Linked DNA regions of Mus musculus: region 1 is linked to region 2. A link is a contact called in public promoter capture Hi-C data. All regions are on one chromosome and are shown on one strand. The core of a region is the stretch at or near the end of the contact, and the rest is flanking DNA. Distances in the headings are between cores, read along the strand shown.

Region 1 (5,143 bases), core at 598-3,097, 84 kb after region 2:
TGTTACTGCAAGTCAGCTTTCTGGGTGAAAGTTCCAGGCCCGGGGGAGTCCTGCCTTACGTCCACATTCTCCACAGCACATACTCTGAGTTAACTCTTTGGCTCTCCCACAACTGCTCCTGGTAGTGCCAAAGGCAAAGGTTACTGCTCAACTTCAATCTGCCTTGGCAAGGGCCAAAGAGCTCATGGGTGAGGCTGGCTTCTTCCACAGCAACGCTGGACAGGTCCTGCCACATTAAGACTCTGTCCAAGCAGACTCTGAGCTTAGCATTTCAAAGAAGCAGATAGCCAACTAGCAGGAGAGTTGCTTTTAATCTGGGATACTAATGAAATCGTATGCACCTTAAAATTCCAGACCTCACCAAACAAACCTTCTGGTGCCACACAAGCTTGAAATGATCATTGCAATCCCAGCAATCAGGAGGCAGAGACAGGGGGACTGCAAATTCAAAGAAAGCCTCCGGGAAATTCAAAGCTACCCTGAACTACATAAGGCCCACCCCCTCAAGAAGAAAAGGGGAAAGAGGTGGGGTAGAGTGCTTTGTACCCCTTCAGGGACAACACAAAGGGTCTCAGGTAAATGCCATCCCTTATAAGGAAGGACACCAAGGAAAGGTCGGACGAGAAGAACCAAGTTGCATGAGCCTGGACCAGCCATGTTTCACATTAGCAAAATGGGAACAATTTCCTAATCACCTTCTACAGAGATGAATCACTGAAGATGCTATAAGCTCTTTGCAAAGACTGCCAGAGATGTTAAATTCTTACTTATTTCTGGATTACTCATTGATCACCCCAAATATTTGAAACAAAGGATTTTCTGATGAGTATCTTGTGAGGACCCAGATTCTATTAGCAGGGCTCCATGACAAGCAGGAGGATTTCTGGGTTTGGGGCCAGCCTGGTCTACAGAATGAGTTCCAGGATAGCCAGAGGTACACAGAGAAACCCTGTCTCGAAACAAAACATCCAATGAGTATTTTCTTTTCACATAAATCATTTACCAAGTTCCAAGACAAGAAATGTTGAAGTAAAAATAAAACCAAAAATCTAGGTAACAGGGCTGTGAAAACATTGGAGGCACGGTGGCAGCGAGACTCGGATTGTCACCTTCCCATGCAAACCCTGCCAGGTTGGACCTTAACTTTGCTCTCCCTTGGGCCATTTTCACCAACTCCAACAACCTAACAATTCGGAGGATGGGCTGTCCTGGAGCTCTGATTATCTCATTACCACACCTCAGCAGCGGTTTGAAATTTACAACGGAGCTTTCTAAGGCAAAGGTTTGTAACCCTTAGAAGAGAAGGAGGAGCAGGTATCTCAGAGACTTCCTCACAGGACACCCCAATACCGAAACTGGATAGCCACGGCCACCCCTGGCAGCCTTCAGCCTAGCCCATGTTGGGTGGATGCCCCTTCCTGAGAGGTGGGCAAACGTTTTTGTTTTTTTTTTTTTTTCCTTCAGTTCTCTGTCCCAACAATTCAAACATCTGGGTGGGCAAGAGTTTTTCTGTCCTCTGTCCCAACGATTCAGACTGCTGGGTGCCGCCAGCGCCATTCCGGGACAGGGGTCTCTGGGCCCCAAGCGTGGAGTCTGTCCTGATCGCTGTGGTGGGCTGAGGGCACATCGGAGAGCGGTACCTGGAGAGGATCGGGTCACATCCTCTATCCAGCATCTAGTCTCCGCGGTCCCTGGCCTGCCTCGATCCTCACCTGCGCCCCAAGGACCCCGCCTCCGTGGACCTCACTGGCCCCTGAGCTGCGCCAGCGGACGCAGGTGCCTCCTCGGTTGTAGTGCAGTTTTGAGGGCGGGTGAGACTAAGGTCTCCCCGCGCCTGCGCAGCTCAGCGCCTACGCCACCACGCCACTTTCACGTGACAGACACGCCCCCGCAGCTCCAGACTGGGGACTGGGTAGAACTGGGTCGCCTTCGGGCACTTCTTTGCTCGCTGATTTCCACGGAGCTAGTTTGGAACTAGCGTGGCTTTGTGGGGTAGATGTCCCAGCGTCCATCTTCACCCCCAAATGCTGGTTATTAGAATGAAGAAAACCAGCTGAGAACTGGCTCTAAGGATAATACCAGCTCCTCTAGCTTCTTTGAGCAACCCTGTGACAGGCTTGTCTTAATACTCTAACGTGGTTGGTTGCTTAATGTAGCTCAGACTGGTCTGGAATTGTTCATCCTCCTGCCACAGTTCCCCAGGGGCTGGGATCACAGGCGTGCACCGCCATGCCTGGCTTTTACCCATTTTTCTCACTCCTGTAATAAGTGTTCATTACTGTCGTATCAAAGCTGTAGTCAAAAGAAACAGGATTAACTCACAGAATAGTTAAAGGTGGGGGAGTGGGAGACAGTCAGAAAGAGATCACAGAGCAGTTTGCAAAGAAGTATTACAGCAGCCAGACAGGCACGCTGGTCAGAAGTGGTCATCTGTCCTGTGTGCATTGGGGGTATCCACCTGTGTGGGACTTGACACCTGGCCAGAGGACTAGGCTGTCCTAGTACATCTTTACCTTCCCCTCATGTTTCTCACTGTAAGAAGCAAGACTCTTGCTATGTAATAACAAATTCAAGAGACTAAGGAGGGTAAGACAGTTTTTATTTTACTATCTTGTAGAACTGTGTGTTACCCTAGACAAAAAGTTAAAAGGGGGTGGGGTGGGGGATGGGGATGGAGACCCCGCCCTGCTTTCCTGTTATGTAGGTAGTCAGGAGCTGCCCTAATTAGGGTTATTATTGTTATGATGAAATACCACGAGCAAAAACCAATTGGAGAGGAAAGGGCTTATTTGGCTTACACTTCCACATCATAGCCCATCTCTGAAGGAAGTAGGGTAGGAACTCAAACAGGGCAGAAACCTGGCAACAGAGCTGATAAACAGACTGTGGAAGGGTGCTGCTTGGTGGCTTGCCTACATTCTGATTTTATGAAGGCGTTTTCTCAGTCCCTCCTCTCCAGACTCCAGCTTGTGTCAGGTTGACATAAAATTAGCTATTCCAGCAGTCAACTAACTTTCCACCCTATGGTAAACAGAGACAAATACGCGTTATCTGACAGCTGGGAAAGAGCAGAGTCCTTGTGCCTCCTGATAGATCGGAATGATGTACTTCTGATACTCAGAACCTGGAGCTAGGCTGGTAGGCAGCAAGCTGCAGGGAGCCTTCTATTTCTGCCCACCAAGGCCCTGAGATTCCAAGCCTGTACTCTTGCAATCAGTCTGGATTTTTACTGATACCAAGGGTTTGAAATCAGTGCTTTTACCTGCTGAGCCATATCCCAAACCCAGGAGATGGTCGGTCATCTCTGAGCAGTGTTCCCCCAACCCTGTTCACCTGGGAAACACCTAGTATCCAAAGGCTTTCCAGATCTTCCTCCAACCTCACATTCCATATAAATATATGGCAGGATTCAACTCAGAGAGTCTGTTGAGGGAGCTTTCCTGAGCCATAGTATATGCATCTTTGTTTCCCTGCTGGGATCCCAGAGCCTGGTCCTGGAATAGCACCCAGATATACTGGGGAGGTTCATGAAAGAGAAAAGGTCTAAGCTGAGAGTGGTCATTAGCCTGAGAGATCTGACCTTTCACAGAAAAGATTTAGTGTAATTCGGTACCGCGTGAGTGTGCTTATAAAATGCCAATTCACCTCCACTCTCAGAAGACTTTTCTAACATGCACCTCATTTCTTACTATGTATCTGGCCTGAAATAGGAGCATTGGCTAAAGGTGAGGATTCCCAGGGGTTGCTACTGTAATTAAAACAGAAAGCCAGTTCTTGGAGACATGGACACTCAGAACTTGATGGTTAATGATTATGGTTAATGCCATCTGGTTATGAGCAGTAGAATTCTAGGGTGGGGGATACTAAGAGTCTGCTGTAATATACATACTACTCAAATGTAAGATGATATGCTTATATTTATGATCCTTTAACATCCCAATCTCTGGACCTCAGAAGAGAAGACTGGCTCTGGGAGCTAATTAACATGCAGTCAATATCCCAAGTCTCTCTTTGTTCAAGAAGGCACAGGCTGAACTCATTAAACTGCCAGCAGACCAGAAAAATAAGTTATTTGAAAGCCAACACAGGAAAACTTATTTATAAAGCTCAGCAGATTTTAAAAGATCAAAACAAAACCCATTAATAATAGGCTGGGCTTGTAGCTAAGTAGAGTGATTGCGTGAAGTCTTGGGTTCAGGTTCGATTCCCAGCGCAGGGTCAACTTTGTAAGGCAGTACACGCTTGCAATTCCAGGAATTGGAACTAGAAAGGTGGAGGCAGATGGATAAGAAGTTCAAGCTAAGCTGTGGTAGTTCAAAGCCAACCTTGGGTGCGTTGAAATTCTGTCTCAAAAGAAAAACAAAACAACAACAGCAGTAAAACCCTAAACCAGAAACAATCCCCACGGCCAAAATCCACATAGCCTGAAAGATTTCAAGAGAAAAGCAATTCTAGACATATAAAGGTCACAAGATAGATGTGTTTGTTTTGGAGCAAGGTGTTGCTATGCTGCCTGTGCTGCCTCAAATTTATAATCCTCCTGCCTCAGTTCCTGAGTGCTGGGATTATGTCCTGCCTGGCTAGCCTTAGAATTTGAACCCAAGGAGGTAAAAGGCTGACTGGAAGCCTTGCGACAGCTTAAGTAGCATGGATGTTACCATCTTGATGGACTGGGATACATTTTTGCACTACCAGTGTCATTAGAGCAGACAGCAAACAGTAAAAACAGGAGACAGAGCTGGGTAAAAATCCATCACTCGGTGTCCAGCATCTTTAGACTCAGCTGTCTTCATCTGCTTGCTCCACCGTGCCACAAGCAGGCATCGTGACAGGCTTCTTTGAGCCCTATAGCCTTTGGGCTCCTGGAGGAAGAGTTCAAGAAGGAGCTAGCATTTAGTGCAAAATGTCAAAAATTAGGACCTGACTTTATTGCTACCGGTCCACATTCCTATCCTGTATATGCATAAAAAAAATCAAATTTAGACCAAGAATTGTCTATGAACCGCAAAAATGAGTGGGCACTGATGAGCTACACAGCTCTTCCTGACTTGCCAATATTCTTCATTCATTCTTGTGCTGCCTGCACCACCTGGGTACTGGGATTACCACTGCACCATCCTGCCCGTGTTTTCCTTATGTTTTG
Region 2 (5,496 bases), core at 908-3,407:
GCAGGGGGAAGACCAATCCTCCATCACCTGAAGCATGGGTTAGGGCTGCGCTTTCTACCAGGCTTCTTGCTGTCTCTCTGGAGAAGGGCAGCCACTGGTCCCAGAGTGCCAGAAGCAGCCTGAGGCTCATTTGTTGTTCTGGCAAAACTCTCAATACTCTCCCTTGTTCTTAAGTTTCCCGATCCAGACTATGAATTACCCTCACCCTACACATAGGAGGTATCAGATGCCCTGAAGGACAGGGCTCTAGGTCATGCACAGAGCTCAGATAGTCCTTCCCTCCTGTTCCACTGTCTCAGTCAGAAGTACGGCTGCACAGTTAGGTTCAGAGCTAGGGCTCAAGCGTAGTAAAGTCATTACGGATGTCAATGGCAGAGTGTTATTTTATTTGTAAGGTTTTTTTGAAACTAAAGACAGGCAGAAGGTTCTCCTTGTGGTGTAACACAGGCCTGCTGTCTGTATTTAGCAGGGATGGAGTCTTCATTTTAAATCTATCTTTGAAATAAGATCCAGGCAAGAGCTTTATCTGAACTTGTAGAGACTATGGTCAACGCTTATGGGGGAAAGCAATCCTGAGTTGCAGACAATACCCCTCAAGAACCTTCAGGAAGCAAATCCAAGAGAAGTGCACATGCTTTACAGAACTAGGCTGTGTGTGAACAAAGACAAGGCCTTCCACGGCTCCCCCAGCCTTGCTGCACAGTTTCTCTTCCTCTGCCTGCTAAAATGAGACCTTTCTTTTTAAACTGCAGTGAAACGCACATGATATAACTTATTCTAACCATGTTCAGGTATACAGCTCAGTGGCATTAAGTCTATCAAAACAGAATCAGCCATCAGAGAATTTTTTTTTTAACAATACAAAACAGAAACCAGACCCCTTAAACAATAATCTCCTGCTGTGGTTGGACTGTGTCCCTCAAGATCCACATGTTAGACTTTGTCCCCATCGTGAGAGTGTTGAGAAGTGGGGCTTTTCAGAGGAGAGTAGGTTCTGAGGATGAATGGAATAACTCATTACTGCTAAAGTGGACTTGCCATAAAATGGAGTTTGAATGGTACAAAGCACAGTAGCAAAGCGCTGACCTAGCACACACACGGCTCTATGGTCACCCGCCCCCCCGCATTAGGGGGGGTGAGAGGAAGAGAGAGACAGTGAGAGACAGAGAGAAAGAGAGAGAGAGAGACAGAGAGAGAGAGAGAATGAGAGAGAGAGAGGGAGAGACGGAGAAGCTGTCTTTGGCCTCCCTTTTCCCTTTTATTCTCTCACCCATGTGATGTTTTCCACCAAGTTATGACTTCCCCAATCTTAAACTTCTCAGCTTCTGGAGCAGTGGTCCTCAACCTTTCTAATGCTGCGACCCTTCAATACAGTTTTCCTTATGCTGTGCTGACCCCTACCATGAAATTATTTTTGTTGCTACTTCGTAACTGAAATGTTGCCACTGTTATGAATCATAATGTAACTATCTGATGGTCTCAGGCGGCCCCTGTGAAAGGGTCATCTGGCCCTCAAAGGTGTTTCGACCCACAGATTGAGAACGACGGCTCTAGAGCCATGCAGCAGAGAATCTCCTCTGGTTATAAACGACCCTTGCAGTGATCCATAAAAGCAGCACAAATGGACTGCGAGCCTGCCGTTTTCACCTCCTCACTGCCAGGCAGCCAAAATCTACTCTCTGTGTCTATGTCTTTCTACTGACTATTCTAGTTAGTCTGCATGGAGCCATACAGCCTCTAACCTATAAATGAAATCCAATCTGGAGTATTCTACTTAACATAATGTCCTAAAGGTTCATCTATACTCTAGCATGTGTCCTCAAGTGATTCAGGCTCTCAGATGCCACATTTCCTGACCCCCTGATCAACAAAGGCCACAGGATGCTTCTATCTTTTGGCTGTGATAAGTAAGATTGTGCACACTGGTGTACAAACATCTGACACTCTGCTTTCAGTCTTCTGCATATTATATATCCAGAAGTGGGGTTGCACATGGTAATGTCATTGCTAACGGGAAGTAACACCAGTTTGGCATCACAGATTATCACTTGCTTCCATGGCACAGTGTAGAAGGTCACCAATCTCTACACACCTACGCCAATATTTATCTTCTGCTTTTTTGTTTTTAAAAGAAAACATGTGACACCTTTGTGGGTATGAGGTATATTATACTGTGGTTTTAATTTGCATTTCCTTGAGTTGAACAAGTCTCTGAACTAGAAACAGGTCTAGCACAACCAAAAAGTGATAAAAGGAAAAAAGAAAAAAAAAATCTGTGTGTGTGGTGGGGTGTGCTCTCAAAGCACTAGGCTCCCAGGAAACAATTTTCTATACCATTCCTGTGTAAAAAAAAAAAAAACAAAAGAAGCCTAACTCGGTGCACAGACAGCAGCATTCACATCTTACCAAATGGATGCTGGTCTCTGGGAATTCCAGCCCCAAAGTCAGAAAAAAGAAAACAAACGTTCCTTGAATGCTACAGGAATCTGTCCACTAGAGAAAACGGTGTGGGAGCAATGGTAAGCGGCAGGTGGTGGCTCAGCTGCAGCCTGCCTGTCCCTACACCTTGACCTGGCTATAGAAACTGCCTTCTGCATACTCAACACTGGCCTATTGAGCAGTTCTTCCCCACCAAAACAAACACAAACACTTGGTATGGAAAATGACCAGGGCTTTGATTCAAAGTAATCCAAAAGAGGTTGGGGAACAAAAGTGAAACAAAACCAGCTGAATTCATTTCTGAAGCTGGATGGTGCAACTGTGATATATTCTTCTATTGTCTCCATCTAGAAAAAAAGAAACTCAGAAGCCATACGGACTTAGCATGCCACTTTCCCCTTTTTCTGAAACTACATAATGGAGACACCAGGCAGCTGAGATCAATGTCAACGTTTCTCAGGGGCAACACCAGATTTTTCAAGGTCCCTGGGTTCCGGGAGAGGGCATACTGTATCCAGGTGTCCAGAGCAGGCTGGCCTCACCTCACTGCACTCTATGTGAGCTTCCCAGGTCTCTGTGGGTCTCAGAGCCTGGGCCTCCCTCCACACTGCTGCATCCTGCCCAGGTAAAGTAACTTCCTGCCAGGAAAAGTGGGGACAGCGGCCAACACCAAGGGGCCCCAGTTCCCCACGTCCATTCTCTGAGGGCATTTCCTAACTGTTCCTGTTTGTTCCCTCCTCTTCTGCCCCAGTGCTTACTAACAGAAATGATTAACTCTCAACCACACACACTAACTGCCAAGTCTGCAAAATCCTTAAACTACTACCCCATACTTCAGTCCAGGCTTGCCACAACCCTGGATTTGATGAACTGTGTGAATTTTGTGCTGCCAGTGTGTAAGCAAGTCCTGTCCTCTAAGAACCAAGAATTTGTTACGAAGAACCTCTGAAGGAAGAGGTAACCAGGGACATGGCCATGACAATGAGGGTATTGTGCTGCCTGCAACAATTAGGATGTGTCAAAGATCAAGTCAAAAGTCAAGCAGGCAAGGGGGGGGCCTTGCTTGAGGAAACAGGAAGCAATGTTCTCCAGACAGGGAGCAAATCCAAGTCTGAGGAGCCCTACAACAGGAGGTAAGAGTGTTGTACAGGTCTCTGTGACCAAGGACCTACTGCTACAGTTTGCAGATCTCTGACTGCATGCCTATGATGGGGACTGTGGCATTCTAGCCCACTCCTTGCCTCCTGTGCCTTGAGGACAGCACTTTGCTGTCATACTCCACAGCTGACACCCCCACCAGAGCCTAAAGCCAACAGTCCAGGTGATCGTGGAACCTCTTAGCCTCTCTCTTATAAGTTAGCTATCTCTGGCATTTTGTCACATAGGCAGAAGGTGAACACACACACTGCTGCCTAGCGATACCACATCGGGAACTAAGATGAGGCTGAAGACTAAGCACAGGAAAAGTCTGGGGTGACAGACATTCCACTGCATTTCACCCTCTTTCTCTAGGACAAGAACTCCTAATCACACAGAGACATATCGCCAGGACATGATGCCAGAAAGCTGAGAATGAAAAGGTAGGAAGTGGCCCCCTTTCTCCATGGCCCCCAATGACCACTGTGCTTGCCGACAGAAAAGCTTCAACGCACCAATCCTTCCCCTCACCTTCCCACACAGTGCCAGTGTCTGCCTTGCCCTGCTCAGACTTGATGGCCAAACACACATTGTGGCTCCCCAACCCCTGACCAACTCCAGCAACTGCCCAGTTTTTCTGCTTTTGAGGCCAGAGTACTTGAAAAGAACTGTTGTTGGTCAGAATTGCACTTCTACACTTTCTGTTGACCAACCTCCTCGGCGTAGCCGGTTCCTTCCCATCTCCAGCAACAACCAAGGTCACGGCTCTGTGACACGGCTGACCGCTCTTTTCTACCACGGAAGCTTCTACAATGTCAAACCTCCTTTTTACCCAGGCTTGCGCTCATTTTGGCCAGGTCCAAGGGAGCTTCCCTTCTCCACCCCGCCTCAGCATCTCAGACAATACTCCAGACCTCAGCAGGCATGCACACTCACGTTGATGTTCTCTCCCTCCCATACCGTCCGAAAATGCACCCCCAGGGTGTACCCACACAAGGCCAGCCAGGGAATAAAACCTCTCACTACTCACAGACCCCACCAAAGTCCATCTCACATTAGGGCTCAGCTGACCTTTCTCTCACTCTGCAGTCAGGTCCAACCACACAACACACACATAAAAGCTCCTGGGAGGTCAACAAAGAACTCATAACACAAACTCATAACCCCACCTGCTCAGAAGGCTGAGACAGGGGGGTCCTAAGTGCAAAGTCATCCCGGGCAATTGTGTTAATGAGAGTTTCTGTTGCTCTGACAAACACCCAAAGTAACTTGGGGAGGAAAAGATGTATTTTACCTCACAGATTACAGTCCATCACCATGGGAAGTCAGAGCAGCAACTCAAGTGGGGTAGGACCTGGAGGCAGGAGCTGATGCAGAGGCCATGGAGGGATGTTACTGACTGGCTTGCTCAACCTGCTCTCTTATAGCACTCAGGTCCACCAGCCAGGGGTGTCACCACTCACAACGGGCTGGGCCTTCCCACACCAACCACTATAGATCTGCCTATAGGCAAACCTTATGGAGGCGTTTCTCAATTGAGAGTTCCTCTTCCCAAATGATGCTTGCTTGTGTCAAACCTTAAACTAGTCAGGGTAGCAACTATCTGAAAATAAAATGTATGGGGGGGGGGGGGGGGGCTACCTGAAAATAAAAATTTTATTACAATAAAAATTGTAGCTTTCATGGCAGAGTGCATACCTGACAATGCACAAGGTCCTGGACTCAATTCCTAGCACAGCAAAAGAGGAAGTGAAAGATACTCTCGGTGCACATGGAGAGCTGTCTGGCCAGACTTCTCAGGGTCCCTGTCCTCCTCTGTGTTGCCTTCCTCACTCAGCTCCAGTCTCATGAGTGCCTGTCCTGCTTTGTACACGCTGACCTCACTTCTGCCTCGGGATACCGGATACCCAGCCAGACAGC

Evidence for each region. Promoter capture Hi-C pulls out the DNA fragments that hold promoters and counts their contacts.
Region 1: a contact with region 2 is called in a promoter capture Hi-C map of liver. The contact joins the promoter of Prxl2a here to the enhancer-like site in region 2. A contact is called at or near these places in 6 of 39 promoter capture datasets (the C10 cell line, embryonic stem cells, fetal liver and 3 more), 2 of 15 datasets of contacts at CTCF or cohesin (CD8 T cells and the NIH/3T3 cell line), 9 of 484 Hi-C or Micro-C datasets (CD4 T cells, Th2 cells, bone marrow-derived dendritic cells and 6 more), 10 of 115 datasets of contacts at active chromatin or transcription factors (the 230-238 cell line, CD8 T cells, effector CD8 T cells and 7 more) and 3 of 9 other capture datasets (adipose tissue, liver and pancreatic islet).

The regions. Positions count from the first base shown.
Region 1 is chr14:41,011,986-41,017,128 of GRCm38.p6, forward strand. It overlaps Prxl2a (peroxiredoxin like 2A), which reads right to left and starts at 1,848. Exons shown (of 6, transcript NM_027464.4): 1 at 1,713-1,848.
Region 2 is chr14:40,928,119-40,933,614 of GRCm38.p6, forward strand. All of the region lies in intron 2 of Tspan14 (tetraspanin 14), which reads right to left. Among named protein-coding and RNA genes, the nearest start is that of Tspan14, 36 kb to the right of the region's middle. Within about 2 kb of position 2,158, at least 76 of the 459 cell types and tissues checked have an H3K27ac peak or open chromatin away from gene starts, as enhancers often do. A contact at or near this core is called in CD8 T cells, Th2 cells, adipose tissue and 6 more, where this site is marked.